Regions from separate parts of the Mus musculus genome. Here region 2 is linked to region 1. Evidence: chromatin contacts called from public promoter capture Hi-C data. All regions are on one chromosome and are shown on one strand. The core of a region is the stretch at or near the end of the contact, and the rest is flanking DNA. Distances in the headings are between cores, read along the strand shown. Region 1 holds the start of Mesp1 (mesoderm posterior 1). Region 2 has its middle 5.2 kb from the start of Sema4b.

Region 1 (5,611 bases), core at 1,038-3,537:
TCTCCCATCCTTCGTCTGCTGTACGCCAAGCGAGTGCTCCATCAGCCCTATTATTATTTTGAGACGGGGAGTCACTAAGTTATCCATGCTGGCCTTGAACTTACTCGGTAGCCCAGGACGTTGTGGCTCTCCTGCCTCAGCTCCTCAAACAGCTGATCCCAGATCTGTTCTGTCAGGCTCAAGGGTTTGTTTTTGAGATGTGCCTGAAACTCACTCTGCAGTTGAGAATATTTTTTCAATTTTCTGTGTGTACTAGGGCTTTGCCTCCATATATGTTTGTGCTCTGTATGCTTGTGTAGTACATAGAGGCCAGAAGAGTACAATCCCTAGAAATGTCGTTATAGACAGCTATGAGCCACCGTGTGGATGCTGGGAATCAGTCAAACCTGGGTCTCGAGGAAGAGCGGCCAGTACTTCCTTCGTTTGTTTGTTTGTTTTGTTATTGTTGTTTGTTTGTTTGTTTTCAAGACAGGGTTTCTCTGTATAGCCCTGGTTGTCCTGAAACTCACCTCTAGACTAGGCTGGCCTCAAACTCATAGATCTGCCTGCCTCTGCCTCCCCAGTGCTGGGATCAAAGGTGTGCTCCAACATACCTAGCTGAGTAGCCAGTGTTCTTAACTACTGAGCCATAACTCTAGGCCAGAGGTGATCTTGAACTTGAACTTCTGGTCCTCCTATCTTCATCTCTCCAGTGCTGGGGTTACAAGCCAGTGCTACACGTGGTTATGCAGTGTTGGAATAAGACCTAGGGCTTCCGGCAGGCTAGGCAAGCACTCTACCGACTGAACCACACCACCAGCCCTCTAATAGGTGAGACAGTCCAGTAGCATAGGATGGCTTCAAATTCACTTTGCAGCCAAGACTGGCCCAAACTCCTCTTGCCTTCATTTTCCAAATGTTGGAATTACAGGCATGTGCGTGTATGCCCAACTTCTGGAGACTTTATTAATAAGCATGTCACATATAAGTGGGGACAGGTTTGCTTTAATCTCTCAATTTGTATTTATTTCTCTTTATTTTTCCAACCTAGTCCCTTCATTCAGTACAACACTGAACAGGTATGGTAAGAGCAGGCATCCTCAACAGCCAGGCTCACAACTGCAGTAAGCTGAGGCAGCAGGATCAGGAGCTAAAGGCCAGCTGGGTTAGAGTAAGTTTGAGGCTAGCCTGGGCTACATGAGACCATGTTTCAAGATGTGGGAGGAAGAACACTGGAGAGACGGCTCAGCAGTTAAGAAGAGCACATGTTGCTCTTGAAGAACCCAAGGTTCTGTTCCCAGAAGCCACCTCAGGCAGCTTACAATTGCCTGCAAGGCCCGATCCTAAGGAACGTGACACCTCTGGCCTGTGTGGGGGCACCAGCACACACACACACACACACACACACACACACACACACACACACACATCTTTAAAAAATAAAAGGCAGCCTATGAACCTAACAGGTAGCATCCTATGAAATAGATTATAAAACTGCCATTGGGACAGATGAAGGTTTCTGCTTTTCAGGGTTTTTGGGTTTTGTTTTGTTTTGTTTTGTTTTTTCCAACACAGGATCTTATGTAGCCCATGTTAACCTGGGCCATATACAGCTAGGCCTGGCCTTGAACTCCTGACCCTCCTGCCTTCACCTCCCAAGTGTGCCACCAGCTCAAGGAGTTGAGTTTTGTCAAAGGACTTTTTACTCACTGTAGCTGACCAAAGCAGCAGAGCTCCAGTCATGGGAGGGCTGGGAAGGGGACCAAGCTCCCCATCTTGCCAAGACTAGAAGTGACTTGTAGTGTGGGGAGGCAGGCTCACCTCTCCCCCTGCCCGGACACCCCAGCAACCTCACAGGTCGGTCGGGATGGTTTCTTCAATGTGCCTCCCATAGCCTGGACATCAGGGAGGACTACAGGCCACATCCAAGCCTCTGGGAAGGACTGAACTAGAGTTCTCTCCGTGTCTAGAGGTCCCTAGTCCACAGTTGGCCAATGCAATCCCGAAGTCTCTTGTTATACAATTTGTAAATTAAAGTGATGGAAAAAAATGGCGTAGGGTCCCTAATAAATGAAGGTGTACCCTAAGCCTAGGAGCTAGACTTCAGTTCTCTGAGCATGGTTCTTTCAACTGGCAGTCCTGGCCATAGGTGCCTGACTTACTGAGGCCCCAAATATGGTCCAGGTGGAGCAGACTGGACTAAGGGGTCCTGCACCTCAGAGCCCCTGCTATGGTTCAAAGGGTTCAGGCCCTGCCCCCCTCCTGGCTCGAGCCGGCTTTGATATGCTGATGAATTCTGGAAGGGGCCCGCTTCACACCTAGGGCTCAGGATAAAGCTACAGCGGACCCAATGGTCAGGCCTCCGCTGCCATGGCCCAGCCCCTGTGCGAGCCGCGCTCCGAGTCCTGGATCCTGAGTCCCGCTGGTCGGCAGCCACCGATGCCTTCCGATGGGAACAGCGTCTGCTCCCCAGCCTGGTCCTCGGACCCGTGGGACGGTGCCCAGGCCAGCAGCCCTGCACCACCCTGCGCCCGCCCGGCCCGGCGTGCTGGGACCCCGGGTAGGCGCGGGACGCACGGTAGCCGCCTGGGTAGCGGACAGCGGCAGAGCGCCAGCGAGCGGGAGAAGCTACGTATGCGCACACTCGCCCGCGCGCTGCACGAGCTGCGCCGCTTCTTGCCGCCATCCGTGGCACCAACCGGCCAGAACCTGACCAAGATCGAGACGCTGCGCCTGGCCATCCGCTACATTGGCCACCTGTCGGCTGTGCTGGGACTCAGCGAGGACAACCTCCGGCGACAGCGGCACGCGGTGTCACCTCGAGGCTGCCCGCTGTGCCCCGACAGCGACCTGGCGCAGTCGCAGTCGCTCGGTCCCCGTTTAAGCCCGGCCGTCTGCAGCGGGGTGTCGTGGGGATCCCCGCCTGCCTACCCTAGACCCCGAGTCGCCGCAGAATCGTGGGACCCATCGTTCCTGTACGCAGAAACAGCATCCCAGGAAAGGCAGGAAATGGAGCCCAGTCCCTCATCTCCGGTTAGTAACCCCTTCCCCCACACTGTCGAGGTGGCGCCCCCTACTGTTGGTGCGCGACGCACAGCCCCACGTCGCGGACCAGCCTCTCTGCTGCACTCAGGATCTCCCTTGGGCGCATCCCCGTGTGCCCTGGGTGTCCGAACAGGGTGGGAGTTGGACAGGCAGGGATTAAGGACGCTTTGCTTGCTCGCTTAACCTTGAGCGTGGAGCGGATGAGCGCGGACCTGACCCTGGGGCAGGTGTTGATTGTGGCGCTGTTCACTCTTCCTGCAGCTCTTCAGCAGCGACATGCTGGCTCTTCTAGAAACCTGGACGCCGCCGCAGGAGTGGCCGCCTGCCTGAAGAGTGGAGGGGACAATGCAACGGATGATTGTCACCCTGTCTGAGCACAGACACTTTTCCTTTGGTCTTGGCACCTTCGGAGGGAGTAGATCCTGGAAGAGGCGGCAGTGATACCAACATGGGCATCCCGGGGTGGGAGCTGGCCCTCATCCAGACTGTACCATTCCAACCCTCCTTGGAAGGAGGCGCCCAATAGGGTACACGCTCTAAAGATGAAGCAGGCACAAGCTTTGCCTGGTGTGTATTTATTTATTTGTGAATAAACCGATTGTGCTAGTGTCATTTGGAGGGTTTATTTTTCTTTCTTCCTTATTTGGGGGTGTGTGGGAGGGGGAACCTCACACTGTACGGCCCAGGCTGGCCCAAACTCATGGTGGCACGAGCCCCCATTGCCCCATGCTCCCATACCCTGCTGGAAGTTCTGCTATGTGTCAGGGAAAGCTGACATGGGATTGTGGAGGAGGAGTCTTGTAATCTCCAGCCTGGAAACACAAAGGCCTTCTACCCTCCTTCCTGGTCAACATCTATGCTGCATGGGTCAGTCTGAAAGGGTGGGGTAGGGTGAAACGGAGTGGGGAGCTTCCTGAGAGAAGGTGACAGGAAGTAGTTCCTCTTTTTTAAATGTAGGGAGGGACTGGATAAAACCAGAAAACACAACTCCTTTAGTGTTTTTGTACCTTGGTTACCTTTGCATATATTTCACAGACACATAAAGGACAAGACTCTGAGCCATGTAAGGCTTGGGCATTGCCATGCTCAGCGGTGGGAGGGAGCAGAACGGCGTGTCTGCTCTTCTGGGCAGCTGAGCCACATCTGGGACACCGTCCCCACACCAGGGCACCATCTCCCTGGCTAGAGCTTCCCATCTTCATGTGGCTTGGAGGCCTGGCTAGGATTCGATGAGGGACCTGTTGATCGCTAACCTGTGCTGCTATAGTTCAGGTCAGGAATGTGCAGCCGAGAAGAGAGGCTCCTGGAGCCCAGAAAGAGGCTGGCATCAGCAGAGCAGGAGGTCCAGAGAACCGTCCAGTAAGGGCCCTGACTCATGGCAGTCTCTGCCAAGGGTGCAGGGGCAACTCTCTCTCCCCCTCAACTCTCAGAAGCTCAGGCCTTGGTATTCGTTTATTTCTTTTAATATGCATTTTGTTGATGTTGTTTTGAGATAGAGTCTCATTCCACCAAGGGTCGTCTCAGGGGATGCCGGGTGACACACGTGTGCCACTATGTTCTCGTGCTTCTCTAGAAAGCTCACCTCAATGACTTGGCATATCCATAAAGCTTTACAGTTATCACCACTAATTTTAGAGTAATTTTTATCACCTCCAAAAAGAAGCTACTGGCCAGATGTAGTGGCACACTTTGGATCTCAGCACTTGGAAGGCAGAAGCAGGCAGAAGCAGGAGTTCAAGGCTCTCCAGGGTTACATGGTGAGCCCTGTCTCAAGAAAAGAAGACTAAGGAAGAAGGGGCAGCTCCATTAACCCCACTAGCCTCGGTGCCCAGGTGCCCACCAGCCAGCCCCTGCAGTGGCACTTTAACTTTAATGAAATTTACCTGTTGTAAACACTTCCTATAAAAAGGAATATTCAAGCTGGCCATACACCGCTAATCTCAGTACTTAGAAAGCAGGGGCAAGCAGATCTTTGAATTTATGGCAAGCCCAGTCTACATAGCGAGTTCCAGATCACCCAAGTCTACACAGGAGACCCTGTCTCAAAAGAACAAAAACAAGAAGGAGGAAGCGGCCCCAGTCACTGAGCCGCCACCGAGGACTCAGCTGCCTCCCCCTCGAGCCCCCTCGCTTCCCGACGCTCAGTCCCCCCCCCCCCCCCCGCCCGCCTTCTCCCGCAGCCGCCTTCCGCAGGCCGTTTCCACCTAGGAAAAGGAATCGTATCGTATGTCTGCTATCCAGAACCTCCACTCTTTCGACCCCTTTGCTGATGCAAGTAAGTAAGGGTGATGACCTGCTTCCTGCTGGCACTGAGGATTATATCCATATAAGAATTCAACAGAGAAACGGCAGGAAGACCCTTACCACTGTCCAAGGGATCGCTGATGATTACGATAAAAAGAAACTAGTGAAGGCGATTAAGAAGAAATTTGCCTGCAATGGTACTATAATTGAGCATCCAGAATATGGAGAAGTAATTCAGCTACAGGGTGACCAGCGCAAGAACATATGCCAGCTCCTGATAGAGACTGGACTGGCTAAGGACGATCAGCCGAAGGCTCATGGGTTTAAGTGCTTGTGGCTCTCT
Region 2 (5,611 bases), core at 2,320-4,819, 400 kb before region 1:
GTCAGACTACTACAGGCTCGTGTTGGCTAACAACCTAAAACAATCTTCTGATGCCAATTTCTGTCTAATGAAAAGTGCCCCAAACCTGAAATTATGCAATAACTTTTTCAACTGAACACAAGACTTCAAAATTATCTCTCTTAAATCTATTGGTTCTGGCCCAGATTTCATCCCACGGAGGTTGTTTTGAATATTGATTCTATTATCATACATTTGGCACCTCCTTTCCTGGTTTTTGAGTCATCGTAAATTTGGCTAAGTATTCCTTAGACCTTTAATCAAGTTACTGATAAAAATAATGGGTGTGCAGATTTAGCCTCCAGATCTTGGTTTCTGCACACCGCTCTTCTATAAAAGCAGAGCGCTCTCCTTAAGTACAAGGTAAAGAGCTCATTTTGTTGGGCCTGAAAGCAAAGCAAAGCCTAATGAGGCCATGCCTGAAGAGACAGTCTGATGGCCGCGTGGAGAGGAGCCAGGCGGATGGCCATTTGGTTATCAAACAGCATAAGTAATGGATTCTAATGCAGCAAATGAAAATACAACCCATTAGTCAATAGTGTGACTCAGAGAGAAAGGGAAAGAGAAGGGAAGGGAAGAGAAGGAAATGTCTTTATGTACAAACCTGCTGCTAAGTGTAGAAATAGAAGGACTAGAAAGAACACTTAGCGAAGACCACAGTTGGACATAAAGACTGGGGAAACAGTGTCTGACGGCCAGTCCCACAGATGATCACTAGCCCAAAGGCCAATGTATGCCTGCCAATGAGATCTGGTGGCTCCCATCCTAACGCAAGTGGTCAGCCATGATAGGAGTAGCATGATGGAATCTTTGCTTGCCTCCCATATGATGCCCTGAGAACTTCACATTATCAGTCCCTGCAGTGTTCCTACCAAAGGGTTTAACCCATGTCTAATAATAAGGACGAAAGCAGATACCGCCAATATGAAGAGCATTCTATGGGATAACTAGCCTGGGTCAGTCTGATCTCAGAAGTAAGTGTGTGTGTGTGTGTGTGTGTGTGTGTGTGTGTGTGTGTGTGTGTGTGTGAGAGAGAGAGAGAGAGACAGACAGACAGACAGAGACAGAGAGAGAGGAGGAGGGAAAGGAACAAGAGGAAGAAGAGGGGAAGGAAAAAGGAGGAGGAGGAGGAGGAGGAAGAGAAAAAGGCAACCATGGCAAAACACATTTGTAATCCAGAGGCCTGCAGATCCCTGCTAGCCAGCCTAACTTACTCGGCAAGTTCCAGACCAGTGAAAGACTGTCTCAAAAAAAGAAAAAAAAAAAAAAAGTGGATGGCTCGGAGGAGTTACATACAAAGTTGTTTTCTGGCCTCCATACACACATACAAATACACACACATGCCTGTGAATACATGCATAAGATCTACGTACACACACATATCCATGCATATCCATACACATGCACACACAAGCTTTGTCAAAAATCAATTTTTGCTAACTACAACATTTCCTTCATCCGCTCTGCACCCTAGTTTAGAGCAGTGCCTGATCTATGGCTTACCTGCTCAATTAGCATTTATTCAGAGCCTGAATCTGGGGATCAGTAGCTCCTAACGTGGCAGTGGCAGGAGATTGGTCTGCTCTTGTGTCTTGGCAACAAAGGGCTTGTCTGACGGCTGTGCTCATCCCTCAGGAGAGGAGGCAGGGGCTGATGCAGCCTCTCATGGTTCTTAATTATATCCTGCTCATGTGCTTTGAAAGTATATCTTATGCCAACTGGGCAGCAAGCCCCTTAGAGAGAAGAGCGCCGGGTCTTCTGTCTTCTGACCCCCTCCCCCATGCCTAGCAAGGCACCCAGTAAGAACCACACAGCACTATCTACGTAAAGGTCCCGACTTGGCCTGGGGACACACTCTCCAATTCCTGTGCATGGCAGCCTTGCTCCTGTCGGGCTCCACTGTCTTCTGTACGTGTGCTAATGTGGTTTCCTCATGTGCTCTCTCAGACTGGAAAGAACAGAAGGGTGACTGACAAAGAACTGCCTTTGAATTGACTTCCTTTAGGCAAAAGAGTGGTCCCAAGCCAACGATGTGTCTCCTGTTCCCCTCTGCCACGCTTGGATGTAGGCAAGTGTTTTTCTGCCAGATGTCAGTGTTTACAAAGAACTGGGGGGCGGAGGGGGGTAGCTTGGAAAGAGTACCAAAAAACAGAACAAGAAAAAAGTACTACTCTCTCCATGCCCAGCCTACAAGACAAAGTCATCCATAAATTGCTAAGTCAATTGCTAAGTCCGCCCTCTGTCCACCTGCACTCATAGGCCTTCTTCCTTCCTCCCATCCTGTCTGTCTGTCTGTCTATGCCTCCCCCCACAATCTACACACACACAAACACACACACACTTTTTTCACTAGTGCAGGATGAGAAATATAATGTTCATAAGAATATATTATAAAGAAGCCCAGATAAGTTTGGAAGTGGTGGCGCACACCTTTAATGCCAGCACTTGGGAGGCAGAGGCAGGTGGATTTCTGAGTTGGAGTCCAGTCTGGTCTACAGAGAGAGATCCAAGACAGCCAGAGCTACACAGAGAAACCCTGTCTGGAAAAACCAAGAGGAGAAGGAGGAGGAGGAGGTGTAGCATCAGGCACCCAGACAAACTTGCTGTGTGGTGAGAGATGTCAGAGTCCAGTGGGCACATGCCTCCTAGGCAAATATAGAAACTTTAGAGATGACAGATTCTATATCTTGATGTAGTGTTGGATTTTCAAGTGTTTGCAAATGTACTGAGCTTTTTTTTTAAGATTTATTTATTTATTTATTTATATGTGTGTACACTGTAGCTATCTTCAGACACTCCAGAAGAGGGCATCAGATTTTTGTTACAGATGGTTGTGACCCACCATGTGGTTGCTGGGATTTGAACTCAGGACCTTCGGAAGAGCAGTTGGCGCTCTTAACCGCTGAGCCATCTCACCAGGCCCCTGTACTGAGCTTTATGATCTTAAGATCTATGCATTTTGCTTTATTTAAGCTCTTTGGTTTTTGATAGTCTCACTTACATAGGCCAAGGTGGCCTAAAACTTGCTATATAACCCACACTGGCCTTGTACTCTAGATCTTCTGCCTCCGCCTTCTCAGTGCTGGGAATGTAGGGTGTGCCACTGTGTCCCGCTAGAAGCTTGTATTTTATACCTGTTAGCATGGGAGGTAAAAAACGAGGGAGTAGGGGAGCAGACCAGGACTGAAGAACCAAGTGGAAGAAACACACACTGACAGAACAGTAGTAGAAAGCCTCAAGAGAAGAAAGAGGAAATTATGGCAAGAAAGACTGAAACCAGAAAAAGAGCGAACACATCTGCCTGAGCCTCCCCTCTCGCTGCCTCACAGCCAGCCTATCACAGTCCACACTCGCCCCTCAGCCTCTGCCCAGGTGCACGCAGTAAGATGTCCTTGGGCATGCAGGAAACCTGCCAAAGGGCTCTTGCCAGGTCTGCCCCCTCTGACTCCCACCCAGGGGAGCTAGGCGCTGGACTCCCACAGTTACTCTGGAGTTGTAGCTTTGTTTGTGGCCATGCGGGGGAGGAGCCTCCTGCCAAGCCCAGTGGAGCTTGAACCCAAAGGTCCCGCCCACCCTTCCTTGGGCAACATTCAGGCTCCTCCCACCCCTTCCCCCACCACCGCGTACAGACTGGCAGGCTGCCTAGCAAGGTCTCTCAGATGTGAACTGGCTGTGGCCCAGCTGTCTAGGCCCTGGCCCCCTGCCACCATCCCCTCGTAGCCCCGAGCCCTCTTCTTATGCCAACCTGCAGCTGCGGTTCCCCACCCTGCCCCGGTTAGGCACGAGGCTATGTCTCCTCCCCAGGGGCCAGGCAGCAACTTGGGCTGCAGCAGCAGTACATTTACATGAGGAAGTCACAGCAGCAGACACAGTCCGTGTGTGCTTTTAAATCTTCCAATGATTGCCAGGCCTGAGAGCTGGGCACTTCCTTGGGAAAGGCAGCACCCTCTGCAGTAGAGGGCACCCATCCAGGGTCAGAATCAACACTGTCTTCAGCTCTCTCAGAAAGCTTTCCATGGGGTCTGACAACTGCCCCATTTCTTCCCAAACCAGCTTCTCCCTACAGGCCCTTTGCTGTGCTCCCCACTCCCTACCCAGAATATGTGCCCCGTAAAAAGGTAGAATTCAGTGGCGGAGCATACAATAGAGAAGAATGCATCACTACCCATTATATACGGGTCCTAAGTGGACCATAGTTAGCTGCTTCTCCTGTGATAGTAATACTATATATAGTCCTTTATGACATGGTTAGGGAACATGACAAGATAGCACCTATAAAGACAGCACACTGTGCAGAGTGAACGCCCCATGTCCCAGGCTGGTATAGACTCTCCATCTGAAAGGAACCCCATGGCCTTGACATCTTAGAAGCCCTTGGAGAAGCAAGCCCCTTCCTAGTCCTCCCTCAGGTTCAGCTGCCTCCTGCATACGTGGTGCTGAGGCTGCAACTCTCCTGAAGAGAAGGAACCAGCCCGCCCAGCCCAAGCCCTGGGCGTGCCTACTGTGGCAAGCAGCCCACCACACAGCGCCGCCCCCACTGGGCCTGTTAGGACCTGAGCTGGCCACTCCCTGGGAGGGGATCCCCCCACTCTACAGGGCTGTGGTGCAACCAGCAGGGCTCAGCCTGTCCCTGCCCAGACAGGGTGAAACATGAAATTGCCACTGTCACTCCTGTGCTCCCTACAGGAGTTCAGGAGGTGCTGTCTGTGACTATAGGCCTGCCCAGTCAGGGGGACAGGGGTGACCCCTGAAACTGACAGATCGCTCTCAGATAGCTGCAGCTACTCAGGCGGGAAGGCGGGATCCTAGGCCAGGTGGGGATGGGGTCAGAAGGTTAAGGACCTAGCAGAGGCTCAGCCTCCAGTCCAGCTTAGGAAACCATGTTCTCAACTCAAGATCTCAAGTCAAAGAGCCAGACACAGGCTCATGCTTGTGGTCCTTGAGGGGCTGAGGCAGGAGGATACCTGTAAATCCCAAGGCCAGCCTAGGTCACAGATTGAGTTCCAGGCCAGCCAGAACTACTTAGCAAGACCCTATCTCAAAAGAGTAAAGATTGAAAAATAAAAACCTCTCTTCCAATTTGCCATCAAATTCTTCCCTCTAGATCCACTTTACTCTGACCCCCAGACCTCTTATGAAGGCCAGCGCCATGCCTCAGTCCCCAGAAAACCAAGCTTCCTTCCCAGAGACTTGAGGCTCCTCAGTTCCCTCTTCCTTCCCACAGAAGAGGAGCTCTTTAGCTCCAAAGTTTCTGTCGTCTTAAATCATCCTGGCTGACACACCTCCCGCACACAGCGTTGGCTGCCATACTGAACCAAGAGAAGCAGGGACAAGCGAGCCTTGGGGGCGTGGTGGAGATGAAGATGAGTTGCTACTGGTCTCCCGAAACTCCAACATCAACCTGTTGTGCCAGGGTGGCCATACCATGGAAGCATGCTCACTTGCCATCCTAAAGAAGTGCTATCAGGTCACTCATAGGGAGATGTTATAAGCCTCGAGCTTGGCTGGGTCCCTCTGGCAAGACTAGAAAAATCCCAGGGATCCTATTGCCAGATAGAGCCCTGTGAATGTGGCATATCAGGATCTCTGGGGC

What was found. Promoter capture Hi-C pulls out the DNA fragments that hold promoters and counts their contacts.
Region 2: a promoter capture Hi-C map of hippocampal neurons shows a contact between it and region 1, with 3 times the contacts expected there. The contact joins the enhancer-like site here to the promoter of Mesp1 in region 1. A contact is called at or near these places in 4 of 39 promoter capture datasets (the 3T3-L1 cell line, hippocampal neurons, liver and 1 more).

Annotation. Positions count from the first base shown.
Region 1 is chr7:79,790,266-79,795,876 of GRCm38.p6, reverse strand. It overlaps Mesp1 (mesoderm posterior 1), which reads left to right and starts at 2,287. Exons shown (of 2, transcript NM_008588.2): 1 at 2,287-3,012; 2 at 3,286-3,636. The coding sequence starts at 2,350. The coding sequence ends at 3,354. It also overlaps the pseudogene Gm44705.
Region 2 is chr7:80,190,594-80,196,204 of GRCm38.p6, reverse strand. It overlaps a transcript of Sema4b not described here. Among named protein-coding and RNA genes, the nearest start is that of Sema4b, 5.2 kb to the left of the region's middle. Within about 2 kb of position 3,569, at least 356 of the 459 cell types and tissues checked have an H3K27ac peak or open chromatin away from gene starts, as enhancers often do. A contact at or near this core is called in hippocampal neurons, liver and pre-B cells, where this site is marked.